Regions from separate parts of the Lactuca sativa genome. Here region 2 is linked to region 1. A link is a contact called in public Hi-C data. All regions are on one chromosome and are shown on one strand. The core of a region is the stretch at or near the end of the contact, and the rest is flanking DNA. Distances in the headings are between cores, read along the strand shown. Region 1 holds the start of LOC111914703 (probable UDP-arabinose 4-epimerase 3). Region 2 holds the start of LOC111914710 (KH domain-containing protein At4g18375).

What was found. A called contact is a pair of places that touch in the nucleus more often than the background predicts.
Region 2: a contact with region 1 is called in a Hi-C map of leaf, with 5 times the contacts expected there. The contact joins the promoter of LOC111914710 here to the promoter of LOC111914703 in region 1. A contact is called at or near these places in 2 of 4 Hi-C or Micro-C datasets (leaf and seed).

The regions. Positions count from the first base shown.
Region 1 is chr4:45,499,876-45,506,479 of Lsat_Salinas_v11, forward strand. LOC111914703 (probable UDP-arabinose 4-epimerase 3) reads right to left here and starts at 2,831. Exons shown (of 10, transcript XM_023910413.3): 1 at 2,631-2,831; 2 at 2,376-2,400; 3 at 1,823-1,902; 4 at 1,614-1,738; 5 at 1,417-1,530; 6 at 1,130-1,329; 7 at 802-1,038; 8 at 603-732; 9 at 372-516; 10 at 1-281. The coding sequence starts at 2,772. The coding sequence ends at 43.
Region 2 is chr4:45,653,563-45,660,166 of Lsat_Salinas_v11, forward strand. It overlaps LOC111914710 (KH domain-containing protein At4g18375), which reads left to right and starts at 3,090. Exons shown (of 7, transcript XM_023910421.3): 1 at 3,090-3,246; 2 at 3,605-4,269; 3 at 4,356-4,844; 4 at 4,931-5,170; 5 at 5,260-5,594; 6 at 5,686-5,782; 7 at 5,861-6,604. The coding sequence starts at 3,625. The coding sequence ends at 5,992.

The DNA.
Region 1 (6,604 bases), core at 1,581-4,080:
AAAATCTTCAAATCTTTAACCACATATGATCATTGGTCCATATCAAAATATAGTCTTTATGGACCCATATCCATTATGATGTGACTTCTGCCATTTCCATGCAACCTCCAAACTTTTTTCTAAATCAGTGTGCCGAGCTGACCAGTTGAGTTCCCGAAGTATCTTTGATGGGTCACTGTACACCTCAGCATAGTCACCAGGCCTACGTGGCAGGTAGTCCACTTTAATCGATGCCCCTGTTGCCTTCTTACATGCTTCCACAAACTCTTTAACTGATCTACCTGTCATACCATTCACAAAACAACATTGTAATTAAAAAAAAAAGATTGTACCATTTAATTATGTTATATTATAAAAAAAAAAGATTGTACCTTTTCCTGTTCCAACATTGTAAATCCCAACATGGCCAGGTTTTGCATTCTCAAGTGCTTTTACATGAGCATCAACTAAATCAGTAACATCAATGTAGTCACGTATGCAAGTTCCATCTGGGGTTTTATAGTCTGTTCCTCGAACCTTCATCACATTCACATACAAAGTTAATCTGTTTGGTTGGAATGGAATGGAATCAGATGTGGGAATGGAATGGAATGAAAGATTACCTTGAGCCCATTGGTAATTCCACGAGCTGCATCAAAACATGCACCTGATATTCTTCCATGTTCACGTAACTCTGGTCTTGGTGCTTCTCCTAATCTTCCATCTGGATCTGAACCAATCACATTGAAGTATCTGGAATTCAATAAGTTGTCAGAAACATTTTTACTAAACTATGTGTCAAATGAAAAATTGTTAATCAACCTTAAAATCATAACTGCCATGTCTGAGTTTTGATGAAAATCTTGAATGATATCTTCAGACATCTTTTTGGCTTTCCCATATGGATTAATAGGATTTTGAGGGGTTTCTTCTGTAATTGGCATCTTTTCAGGTTCCCCATATGTAGCACATGTGCTAGAATATATAAGTGTATTAACATTATGTACTGACATAGCCTCCAATACCACAAGGGTATTTGATGTAATGTTGTGATAATACCTGCATCATTACAACAAAAAAAAACAACATTTTCAAGATAATTGAAGTGGAAGAAAAGAAGAAAAGAACAGATATAATTGATAATACCTACTTTAATGGATCAAGGGTACTCTCACCCACATATGCAACTGCTGCAAAATGTATTACTGCATCAAATGCATTTTCAGAAAAGATTTTGTTTACAGCTTTTGCATCTCCCAAATCAGCATAAATAAATTGGAGTCTCCCAGGTTGTGGGAACAGGTCTTGAAGAACTTTCACAGCTCCTATGTTTCCACGAGAGAGATTGTCCTATAAAAAATTTACATTATTTATAGTCGGATTATATGTTATAAATTTATTTAAAAAAAAAAAAGAAGAGATAATTATAATATATACCACTATGGTTACACGATAAGAGTCTTTTAGGAGGCGTAATGTAGCATGGGAGCCAATATAGCCAGCACCTCCAGTTACTAAGACATGAGTAATTCCTGTTTCATGCCTAGAGAACTTGAAAACAAAATGAAAAATAAGCAGAAATGGACAAAAAACAAATAAATAAACAAATGAATGAAAAGGGTCTATTTACTTACTGGGCTAGGGCTCCTGAAAGATGGGGATTGTTTGAGCATGAAGATACATAATGCTATAAGGAATGAAGCAAAAATAATCTTTCTTACAAATCCTTTCTTCTTGTTTGGCTCTGTATGATCCATACCTGAAACCATAAAAACCAAAAACAACTTCAAATTCTGTAAGCTTTGATGTAAAAGTTTTATCAACCATCAAGTTGTGAGATTACCTCCTAAAGCGTAAGACCTGTTAGGCCTTGGCTGGGTTCTTGGCTTGTTAAAGTTTTGCATTTGTAGAAGAAGAATCCCTCTGTGAAATTAACTATTGTTGATTAAACTGTAAGACACACCTTGCTTTGATCAGTAGTAGAATTATATTGTTAAAGTTCCATGGAAGTAAGAGACAGAACAAGGAAACAGAAACAAGAGCCTTGGTAATGATTTTATCATCAGTAAGAGTTCAATTCAACTGAAAAAAAATATTACTCGAGCTTAAGAATTTGAAATACATAGCAAAAGCAGTGTATAAATCGATATCCGGGAACGAGGATCAAATTCATTAAGCTCGATCTTCAATCAAATTCAACAAAAGGTCAGCATGACCAACATGAGATCACCATACTGTACAAAAATACAATAGAATGCCAAGATCTAAGGATTAACCCCGGAGAAAATCAAAATACAAACATGCAAAATCTATAATTAACCTCAAGGGAAGAAACGAAGGAGAAAGAAATCGAGTGAAACAAAAATATTTCGTCAACGATTAGACAAAAGGGTTACCTGACAAAAGCAGCATTCCAAAAACCTGCGAATGCAAAAGAAGGATCAGAGAAGATCTATGACGAGAGAGCAAAAGGGTACAATGGTGGAAAGCACTTCTTTAACATTTGTAAGGAAATTGTGATTCTACATAATCATCTGATTGTTTCCAAACTCTGAAAAGGGTAATGGTAAATAAAGTAAACAGTCCGAGATGCTTCCTGGAGAGAAGAACAAAACGTAACAAGGAAAAAGTGTAGAGAGAGATAGACGTACGATGAAAAAATGAAGAAAGAGTAGGACAGACGAATTGTGTTCTTGGACCAAGCTTCTGAATCGTCGTCTTCTCTTTCTGCCTAGGTTTTGGAATGAGGAGAGAGGAAATGGAGGAATCTCCGGTGATGGTGCCATCTGCCATGTTCTAAGTCAAAATGGAAGGAGGGAGATTGGGAGAATGTCTTCCCCAACACAAAATATCTCTTTATTTTATTTTATTATTTCTATACTATATTTTCATAAATTTCAATATAAAAACAAATGTTAATATGTTTTTTGGTATGCCATTTAATAGATTATGTATCTAAATTTTGAGAAACGTTTTAAAACTTTTGAAAAATTAATTTAGAATGTCGAACTAAATAATATTAAATAAATTATTATAACAAATAACAAAAAGCAGATGTTATTAAAATCATATTATTCAAAATTTTCAAAATAATAGTTTATTATCTTTATGATTAATATGTATGAAAACTACCTAAGACATCATGTCATGTGTTTATAGAACCAAGGTTCTTAAATTAGCTGATAGAAATATTGTAATAAAAATCTTTAAATTTGTACGAAATTATGAGTTTTGTCAAAATATTGCATAAGATTGACGTGACATTCCACCAATAGCGGAACTTGATATCTCAGGGATAACACACATGATTTTAGGAATGACATGCCGAAAAATTTACATTACGCCAGAAAATTAGGGTTGCTTCGGCCACCTCGGGAATCCTTTATGTCTGCCCCTGCATCCCATGTCAATGTGTTTTCCTTTAATTAAAAATTAAAGGTTTTAAAAGGAAGAAAAGGAGGTAATCGGGTTTCGAACCGTAGCCTCCCACACAACAACCAAGCATCTTCTCGCTAAGCTAGAACGATTTTGGTGAATACGTTTTTGAACTTTTATAAATAACCCATTCCCCATTACTATTTTAATCACATTCCTTCTTTATTATACGGTAATCAAATCCTTATGCTAAAACCAATTACCGTTTACATTCTATAACACTCCTAAAAATCACAATAAATTTAAAATTTTCAAAATCAACCATTAAACAACATTGTTTACAAGAGAGTCATTGTTTCAAAAACATTATTTCAAATAAGATTTTTCCCAAGACCCAGTGGCATAAAACAGGAAGCTGTGTACGATCACGCCTTTGTCTTCCCACGATCCTCTGAAGTACCAGAAACCATAAACTAAAATTGTAAACCAAAGTTTAGTGAGTTTTCCCAAAGTACCAACACACATATACATATAACAACATATATTGGGTCCACAGCTAAAAAGACTGGATTACCCCCGAGCCCACAGTATGAGTCTGTCATGCCATACGGACCCTTACCTCATATATGGATTGCTCCTCAACCCACAGTATGAGTTTGGCATGCCAATCAGGGCCTCAACTCATATTTGGATTGCTCCCAGGTTTTTTAGCTATCGCACAAAGCAGTACAACCTCAACCCAACACAATATGTCGACATATGTAACAGATAAACATAACACATGATCAACAATTTCAAATAATCATACAGATTTACTAATCAACTACAAACTAGCATAATAATATCCTAACCAGGATAAATAATCTAGTAGACCGACATTGGTGCCTTCGACCCACGGGTACAGTGAGGAGACTCACCTCACAGTCTGAAAGTAATCTGAATAAATCCCTGCTCCGACAACCGACTCAACCCGACTCCCAAATATCAAAACATTTTTTATTTAAATTAATAACATTTTCCCAAAATACCCTTGGTCAAAACTGGTCAAAATCAACAAGTCAACCGAGACGAGTCAACCCAGCCGAGTCAACTCAAGGCTCGTACGTGGGGCGTACTCCGGATGTATGTGGGACATACTCGTGGTCCAAGACGTCGGGACTCAAACTGCGTACGCGCAACGTACCATTTGGTACGCCCAACGTACGCACATATTTCATTCTTAATCATTTAAGAGCTTAATACCACGACTTATTATGTCCATGTAACATCCATAAATTTTCATAAAATTTAAACTTTTCAAAACAACCATTTTTCTATAGAAGTGTTTACAAAAACTGTTATTCCCAAAACATTATTTAAAAATCAGAATCTCTTTCAACATAGTTTGCAAAACATTCATATTATCAGAGTTTCCGAAAAATCATAAGTCCAAAACGTGAGGATGTGTACGGTCACACCTTCACCTTGCCACGATCCACTGAAGTACTTGAAACCATAAACCAAAACTGTAAGCACGAAGCTTAATGAGTTCCCCCAAAATACCAACACCTAAACAGATAACCTATATACATAACAACATGTAATGGGTCCACAACTAAAAGACTGGATTACCCCTTGAGCCTACAGTATGAGTCTAGATTGCTTATCAGGCCCACAACTCATATCTGGCTTGCTCTCGAGCCCATAGCATAAGTATGGCTTGCACTTGGTCCCACAACTTATGTATGACTTGCTCCTTTAGTCCTTGGACTGGAATACCAATGAGTATCTCTCAGTAAGAGTCTGGCATACCACCTGATCCTCAGGTCGTATCTGGAATGCTAATAAGCCCTCAGTATGAGTCTGACATGCCCTCCTTGGCCCTCAGCTCATATCTGGAATGCTAATGAGTCCACAATATGAGTTTGGCATACCCTCCCTGGACCTCAGCTCATATCTGGAATGCTAATGAGTCCATAGTATGAGTCTGGCATGCCCTCCCTAGCCCTCAGCTCATATCTGGCATACTTCAGGATTTGTTGGCTACAACACAAAGCAACACAACCCAACTCACATAATATGTCGACATATAATTATTGGGTTTTGAGCATTCTAACACTCCTAAGTGTACATGCAACCCTAAATACCTTGGATCTATGTTTTCTCTATTATACATGCAAATATGAATATTCCAAGGTATTACCCTATTTAGCATACAATCTTTGATACTTGGGTAATAAAATAGATAGAATACATACCTTTATGATGTAACTTGTCTTCATGAAGCTTGAGTGCCTAGTGCCCCAAGTGTGACACCTCAAATGGTTCACACAACACCATGAACACTTGGAATAACCTTGAGAATAAGGATACTTTGGTTCTCATTAGTGAAATCGGCCTTAGCCTTTTGTATTCATACACTAGTGCCCATTTCACCAACCAAGGACATCTTTATATAGTGTGGAGATTAGGGCTAAACCCATGACCCTTCATTTCATGTTATCCATGGGTTAAACACTTCATGGACTATCCATGAAAGCTTAGCCCAACCTAAATGAACTTGGCCCATCACACACACACACACACACACACACACACATATATATATATATATATATATATATATATATATATATATATATATATATATATATATATATATATATATATATATATATTTAAGAGTCCATATTTAATTAGTTCCTTTTGATCACTTAAATAATTATAAATTAAATTTTGATCAATACTAATTAAATAATATGATTATATATTAATATATTATAACTTATAATATATTAATATAAATCACCGGTATCCTTTTTCCTCACCTTGTCTATCCAATTGTCCTGATGCCATGCAAACCAAATGGACCATGCCGAGTCGGGTCAAGTCTTACCAATTATAATTATGGACTTAGACATTAATCCAACAATAAAAAATAATATCATATACAAATAAACAAACAGTATCACAAGTAGTCCTACAGATCTACCAGACTAACATATCAAGACCAGCATAACCAAACTAACATGCGCATCTATTCCATATTCGACATATCAACAATATCAGGCTATCAACCAAAGGGCCGACCTTGGTACCTTTGACCCGAAAGTATAGTGAGGAAAACTCACCTCGAATGCAGAAGCTCCCCGAAGATAAATCCTTAGCTACTGTCCTACTGGCTTCCCAAGCTATCAATACCAACAACACACCCAATTAGCAATTGGGTTCCATGCTAAAATCCATAATCCATACTTAGCTACTGCCCTGC
Region 2 (6,604 bases), core at 1,840-4,339, 150 kb after region 1:
TTTGATTATTATATAGATAATTGTAAACATTTTAAAACTAATAAGCTATTTTTGTTGAACATCTTTACACAAATAAAAGCTACAATTTTCGGCTTATAGCTAGTAGCAAGTTCTGCCAAACACAACCCATATGTTTCTTCGAATGCTCTTTCATTTTAATTATATTCAATGTTGAGAATCATAATCACTTTTATCTTTTCTTGTATGATTTTTTGTTCATTTTTATCCTAAAACATATCAAAACCTCTTGTTCTTGTCTTGTAGCAACTATTAGTATGTTGGTGTAACGACCCAATTTTCACGACCAAAAATTTTGTTTTAAAACATTACTTTAGAAAATATTAATAACTAAAAACATTGTTTGATCAGACCATAACACAAAGTGAACCATGTCTAAAAGCCAATTCATACAACCAATCAAAATATCAGAGTACAACTCCTAGTGAAGCTCGTAAATGCGGAAACCGGAGAGTGTGTGTGTGACATGCTGCTACCGCGCCGACTCCTTTCCCCTAGCTGAGGAGGTACCTGAAACCAAAACTGAAAACCGTAAGCACAAAGCTTAGTGAGTTCCCCCATCGTACCACATACCATACAAACACATAACATACATACTGCCAGGCTATTCTGGGGTGCCTAACTACCCGGTACGGCCGTTCTGGGGTGCTGTCCTACCCGTGTCAAGCCATTCTGGGGTGCTGACTACCCGTGTCAAGCCATTCCGGGGTGCTGACTACCCATGTCAAGCCATTCTGGGGTGCTGACTACCCATCGGTCCTAACAACCGATCCTCGGGGACTAGTCCCCTCTTACTACCTTTATCTCATATAACATAACAAGCCAGCATGCAAACATATCATCACGTACTGTCAGACATATCTGGGGTGTCTGACCTACCCTTCGGTCCTAACAACCGAACTCTACAACTATCACATATACATATCATGCCAGCATATAACATATCAGGTAGTAGCAAACCTAGATGATATCACAAAGACAATCATCTAACATACAACTCCTACTGGTGGGCCGGCATTGTGGCCGTAGACCCACCGCTACTGGAAGGTAACTCACCTCGAAGTAGCTGCTGGTCTGATCGGAAACTGACTGCCTACTGCTCCGAAAATCCTCCGGCTGCAATTCCCACAACATACTCAATCAAACACTGCTCATTGACCTTTGGGTAAAATGACCATTTTACCCCTGACCATGCCCTAAGTCAAAGTCAGAGTCCACTTTCAGTTGACCCGACTCGCCGAGTTGGCTTTCCAACTCGCCGAGTCACCACCCAAACGATTGTCCTGGATCCCGTTCCTACTCGTCGAGTTAGGCGACGACTCGACGAGTTCTCCTTCTAGACTGATATTCAAGTCCTTCATCCTACTCGCCGAGTTGTATGAACAACTCGTCGAGTTCATTTTCATCCGATGAACACTTATGCTAAGACTCGCCGAGTTGTATGAACAACTCGCCGAGTCTGTTCTTGATCTAAGGAGATTGCCTTGAACTCGCCGAGTCAAGGCATTGACTCGCCGAGTACCTCCATAGATGAGTTCAGCTTCCGACTCACTGAGTCACACCCCGTGACTCACTGAGCCACACCCCGTGACTCACTGCTCACTCGACACTACGAAAAGGGGACAAACTCGGAGACTCACGAACAGATTCGCCGAGTCACATGAACGACTCGTCGAGTCGTTGCCATGCACCCACTAAATACACAGATTTGCTCGATTCCAGTCCATGCCATTCACAGATCTGGACTTCTAGGACACGAATCACACGTAAAGTTTCCAACTTTACGTGTGGATATTCACCAATATGGATTTTAGGGCTCAAAATGCCTCAAAAGGGTAGATCTAGGGTGAACAAGCAACATGGGGCCATAAAGCTAACAAATCTGAGCTCCTGGAGCTCAATCTTGCCTAGATCTAGAGGCCAATCGACTTATTACAAACCCTCAAGCATACACAATCTTAGAAATGGCTCAAAAAGGACTTTTATGGAGCTATAAGCTTAAAAACAGAGGGGAAACGAGCTATACCTTAGGGGAAACGTTGGAATGACACAGGGATGCTTGGCCTCCTTCTCCTCTTCTTGATTCCCTCTTCTTATCCTTCAAAGAAACTTCAATACACCACAAAACACTTCAAACTCACAAGAAAGCAAGGCTAGAGAGAGATACAGGGCTCTGAGGGTGAATGGGGGGCTGGCTTGGGGCAGTTAAGTCGTTTAAATAGGGTGCAAACCCCTGAAACTTAGGGTTTCATCCAACAGCTGTGACTCGCCGAGTCCAGGATATGGACTCGCCGAGTCGCCAACTTAAACTTGTCCCGGGTCCCGCATCCACTCGGCGAGTCGGACCTATGACTCGCCGAGTCCAAGGCTAAAAGAAGGGAAATACTCAAATAAGATTTACTTACCAGGAACCAGGTGCTACAGTTGGACAACAAACATAAGCATTTTGAAACTTTTAAGAAATAAAAAAAACTCGAATTCAAGAAAAAATTTTATTTGTGGTTATAAACTTTTATTGTAAACAAAAAAATTATAATCCAAAAATGTTTTTAAGTGGTTTTTGAGAGTTTTTATAAACTTTTAACTTTTCGTTTTTATGTTTTATGTGTATCTTCGGCGACGAGCTTTTAAAAGTTTTTAAGAGCTCTTAACTTTCTGATTTTGACAAAAAAAAAAACCCCAATTTTATAAAAATTTATGTTCAGACTTAATGTTTTTATATTAAACAAATAACTCTTAATCCTAATACTACTTCAAATAACTTTTAAAAGTTTTTATATTTTATATTTTATGTTATTCTTTCCTTTTAAAAGTTTACAATTACTTTTATCAAATATTTACATATAAATAAAATAAAAGTTACAATTTTAGATTTCTACTACCAACTACTAGCTTCTAATTAGCATCTAATTTTGCAAACATATGAAACAGCATGAACTAAAATACGATAAATTTGTTGAACCACAAACGGATCCGTACTTTTTACGGGTTTACCCTTCACATATGAAAATCAATTTATGAAGTTGTATAAGTTAAAGGATTTAAAATAATAATTTTTGTAACGGATTCATGGACCGAACTTGTTAGTATAAAAAGTCCATGGGGAAATATTTGTAGTATGTGGGATGTGTTTTATAAAGGCTCATCTTTATTAGCTTCGATACGCACATCTTCGTAACGTACTCTAGGGTTTTTTTTGGGGTCCTTCTTGCCGTTCATCTCAATCAGGTCCGATTCCCTTCGTTTTTGTTCTTACCTATTATGTAATTAATGCATCCATACAGTAGTTTTGGTTCTCATGCTATTAATTCGTTGCTATTATGGTTTTTTGATATTTTTGTCATGTTTCATTCAATCTCTTCTATTCATCGCCCCTAAATAGTTCTTTTTTGGGAAAATTTGAACTTCGTATTTATAATTTTGATTGATTGTATTTACCACAATCTCTTAATTCCCCTGTGATTTTGAGTTGCTACAACTTATCGGCAGTTCCAATTTAATTGATTGAATGATCTCCACTAAATACGGACAATTAAAGTTTCTATTGCTTAATTCTTTATTTATTGGCGTTCGTTGATGCGTGCAGGAGGAGTCGTATTGTGAAGTATGGGTGAAAGTGGAAAGCGGCAGCGCAACAAGAGGGAGAGAGAAAGGGACAGGGATAGGGGGAGGGAGAAAGACGGTGGCAATGGCGATCATAAGAACCAGAGAAGAAGAGGAAACGAAAGAGATGATAGAAGTAATAACAACAACAGGGGTAATGATGAATTGGTTGCTTACAGAATACTATGTCCAGGCAGATTCATTGGCAGTGTGATTGGAAAGAGTGGGAAGGTCATAAATTCAATAAGACAAGATACAAGAGCAAAGGTTAAGGTAGTAGATCCATTTCCTGGCACCAAAAACAGAGTCATAACAATATATTGTTATATTAAGGAGAAAGAGGAAATCGAGCCTGATGAAGAACTTGGTGATCGTGACCCTTTATGCCCTGCCCAGGATGCACTTATTAAGGTGCATAATGCAATTGCAAATGTAGCAGAAACAGCTGGTGATTCTGATAAAAAATGGAAAGATAAGGAAGAATGCCAACTTCTAGTTCCAGCTAGCCAGTCTGCAAATATTATTGGAAAGGCTGGGGCAACTATAAAGAAATTAAGAAGCAGGACAAGGGCAAACATTAAAGTTACTCCAAAAGATATTAGTGATCCTAATCATTCGTGTGCCATGGACTTTGACAACTTTGTTGTGGTTAGCCTTTATTCTCTGAAATTCTCTCTTCATCTGAAGTTTCACACATTGCTGATACTCTATTTTCATTACTTACTTGAATATAGATAACTGGTGAACCAGAGGCAGTGAAGAAAGCACTGTTTGCAGTCTCCTCAATTATGTACAAGTTTACTCCAAAGGAAGAGATTCCTCTTGACACATCTGTTCATGAAGCTCCTCCAAACATCATAATACCTTCTGATGTACCCATCTATCCTGCTTCTGGTCTATACCCAGGTGTAGATCCATATGTGCCTTCCAGACCTCTTCCATCTGTTCTAGGTGGTTCACATGTACCAGAACTTCAAGGGTATGCGGATTCAGGGAACACATGGCCAATTTACTCTTCTGCCCTCCCTGTGGTTTCTGGGTATGGTGGTGCATCTGCATCAGGGGAGTTACTCGTAAGGGTGCTGTGCCCATTTAACAAGATTGGTCGTGTTATTGGAAGGGGTGGTGCTGCCATTAGAAGTGTCAGAGAAGCTAGTGGTGCTCGTGTTGATGTTGATGATACCAGACGCGATGAATGCATTATTACAGTTGCAGCAACAGAGGTAATTGTTCTTTACACTCTCAAAGATTCATCAATTTTTCTTTCTTTCTTTCTTTCTTTCTGAGTTGTTAAACGGAACTTGTGCAGTCATTGGATGATATAAAATCCATGGCTGTTGAAGCAGTTCTATTGCTTCAAGGAAAGATAAGCGAGGAAGAAGAAGAAAACGTTTCTTTTAGGCTCCTTGTCCCTTCTAAAGTCATTGGGTGCATCATTGGTAAAAGTGGTTCTATCATAAATGAAATTCGGAAGAGAACAAGAGCAGATGTTCGTATATCAAAAGGTGATAAACCCAAATGTGCAGATCCTAATGATGAACTTGTTGAGGTACTCTTGATTCTATCTATCTTTAAACACTTGTCTATGACTCTATTCAGATTAAAATCTAAGTGTTTTTTGAAACTTGAAACGTGTAGGTGATTGGAGAAGTTGGGAGTGTGAGAGATGCACTTGTTCAAATAGTGCTTAGGCTTAGAGATGATGTTCTGAAAGACAGGGATAGTGGTGGTCATAATCAATCTTCAGGGAATGATTCCATGTATGCTGGTGGCAGTGGACTTCCTGTGCCTCCAGTGTTGCCAAGTGTCCCCCCTTCATTGGGTTATGAACATAGTCATAGAGGTGAACCTGGGAGCAGTATGGGTATGGGTATGGGTATGCTTCCTTCAGGCTATGGATATGGTTCACTACCGATGAGTGACAATGGCTATGGATCTTTATCCTCTTCATATCCATCAAAGTTCTATGGAGGGTGTGTACTTTTCTTTCTTTCTCACAATATTTTTTGTACTTTTGACCTTTTTGCCCCTGTTATTTTGATATATGTATGTGATGTGAAGCAGATTGCCTCCTCCTGATGGTTCTGAGATGCTTATCCCTGCTCATGCGGTGGGTAAGGTGATGGGTAAAGGTGGAGCCAATGTAGACAATATTCGAAAGGTGATTTATTTTTTTATTTATTTGTCCCAAAAAAAAACAACGATTGGTTTTTTGATTTGGGATTTTGTTGTTTGACAGATATCTGGAGCTGTTGTAGAGATATCTGATTCCAAATCATCGCGAGGTGATCGTGTTGCCATAATATCTGGAACGCCTGAACAAAAACGTTCAGCAGAAAACATGATTCAGGCTTTCATAATGGCTACCTGATTTCTGACAATGAAGGTGAATTTGGGTTAAATTCATGGGACCTTTTCCTTAGTGCGCATTTAGTTTTATTTATAGACATGAAAACGTATCTCCTTCTATTCGGTTCTTTCTGCTGGATCTCTTTACTTTCTTCCAAAGATCATCTGGGAGTGGCTGCATGCATGCTAAGATTGATTCATCTTAGGCTCTTCTGTAGTGTTCTATCCAGTGGAAGTCTTCATAAGACTTTAATAGGATCTTTCTCTCATTCCATACTCTTTTTAATAACTCTTTTGACTTTCTGTCTTTATGATCGTGCGTGCGGTTGTAATTTTAATCGTGATAAATTGATTTTTCTGAATATTTCATCTTTTATCCCTCTTGCTCTTTGAATCGTGGGTGTAATCCTTTCTTGAAATAATGCATTCTGAAATGGTTACCTGCTTTGCTTGATCTTCTTGATTCATGGAAAGTCGTTTTCTGCAGCTGTGGTAAAAACAGGAGAAAAACAAAGCCAACTCTGGAGATATTTTGGTAGTTTCTAATCTACCTAGAAAGTTCATCCTCTATAACTCAATTTTTTTTTTTTTTTTTTAAAACTAGAAACACAAATCTTTCAACATATTGTTCATG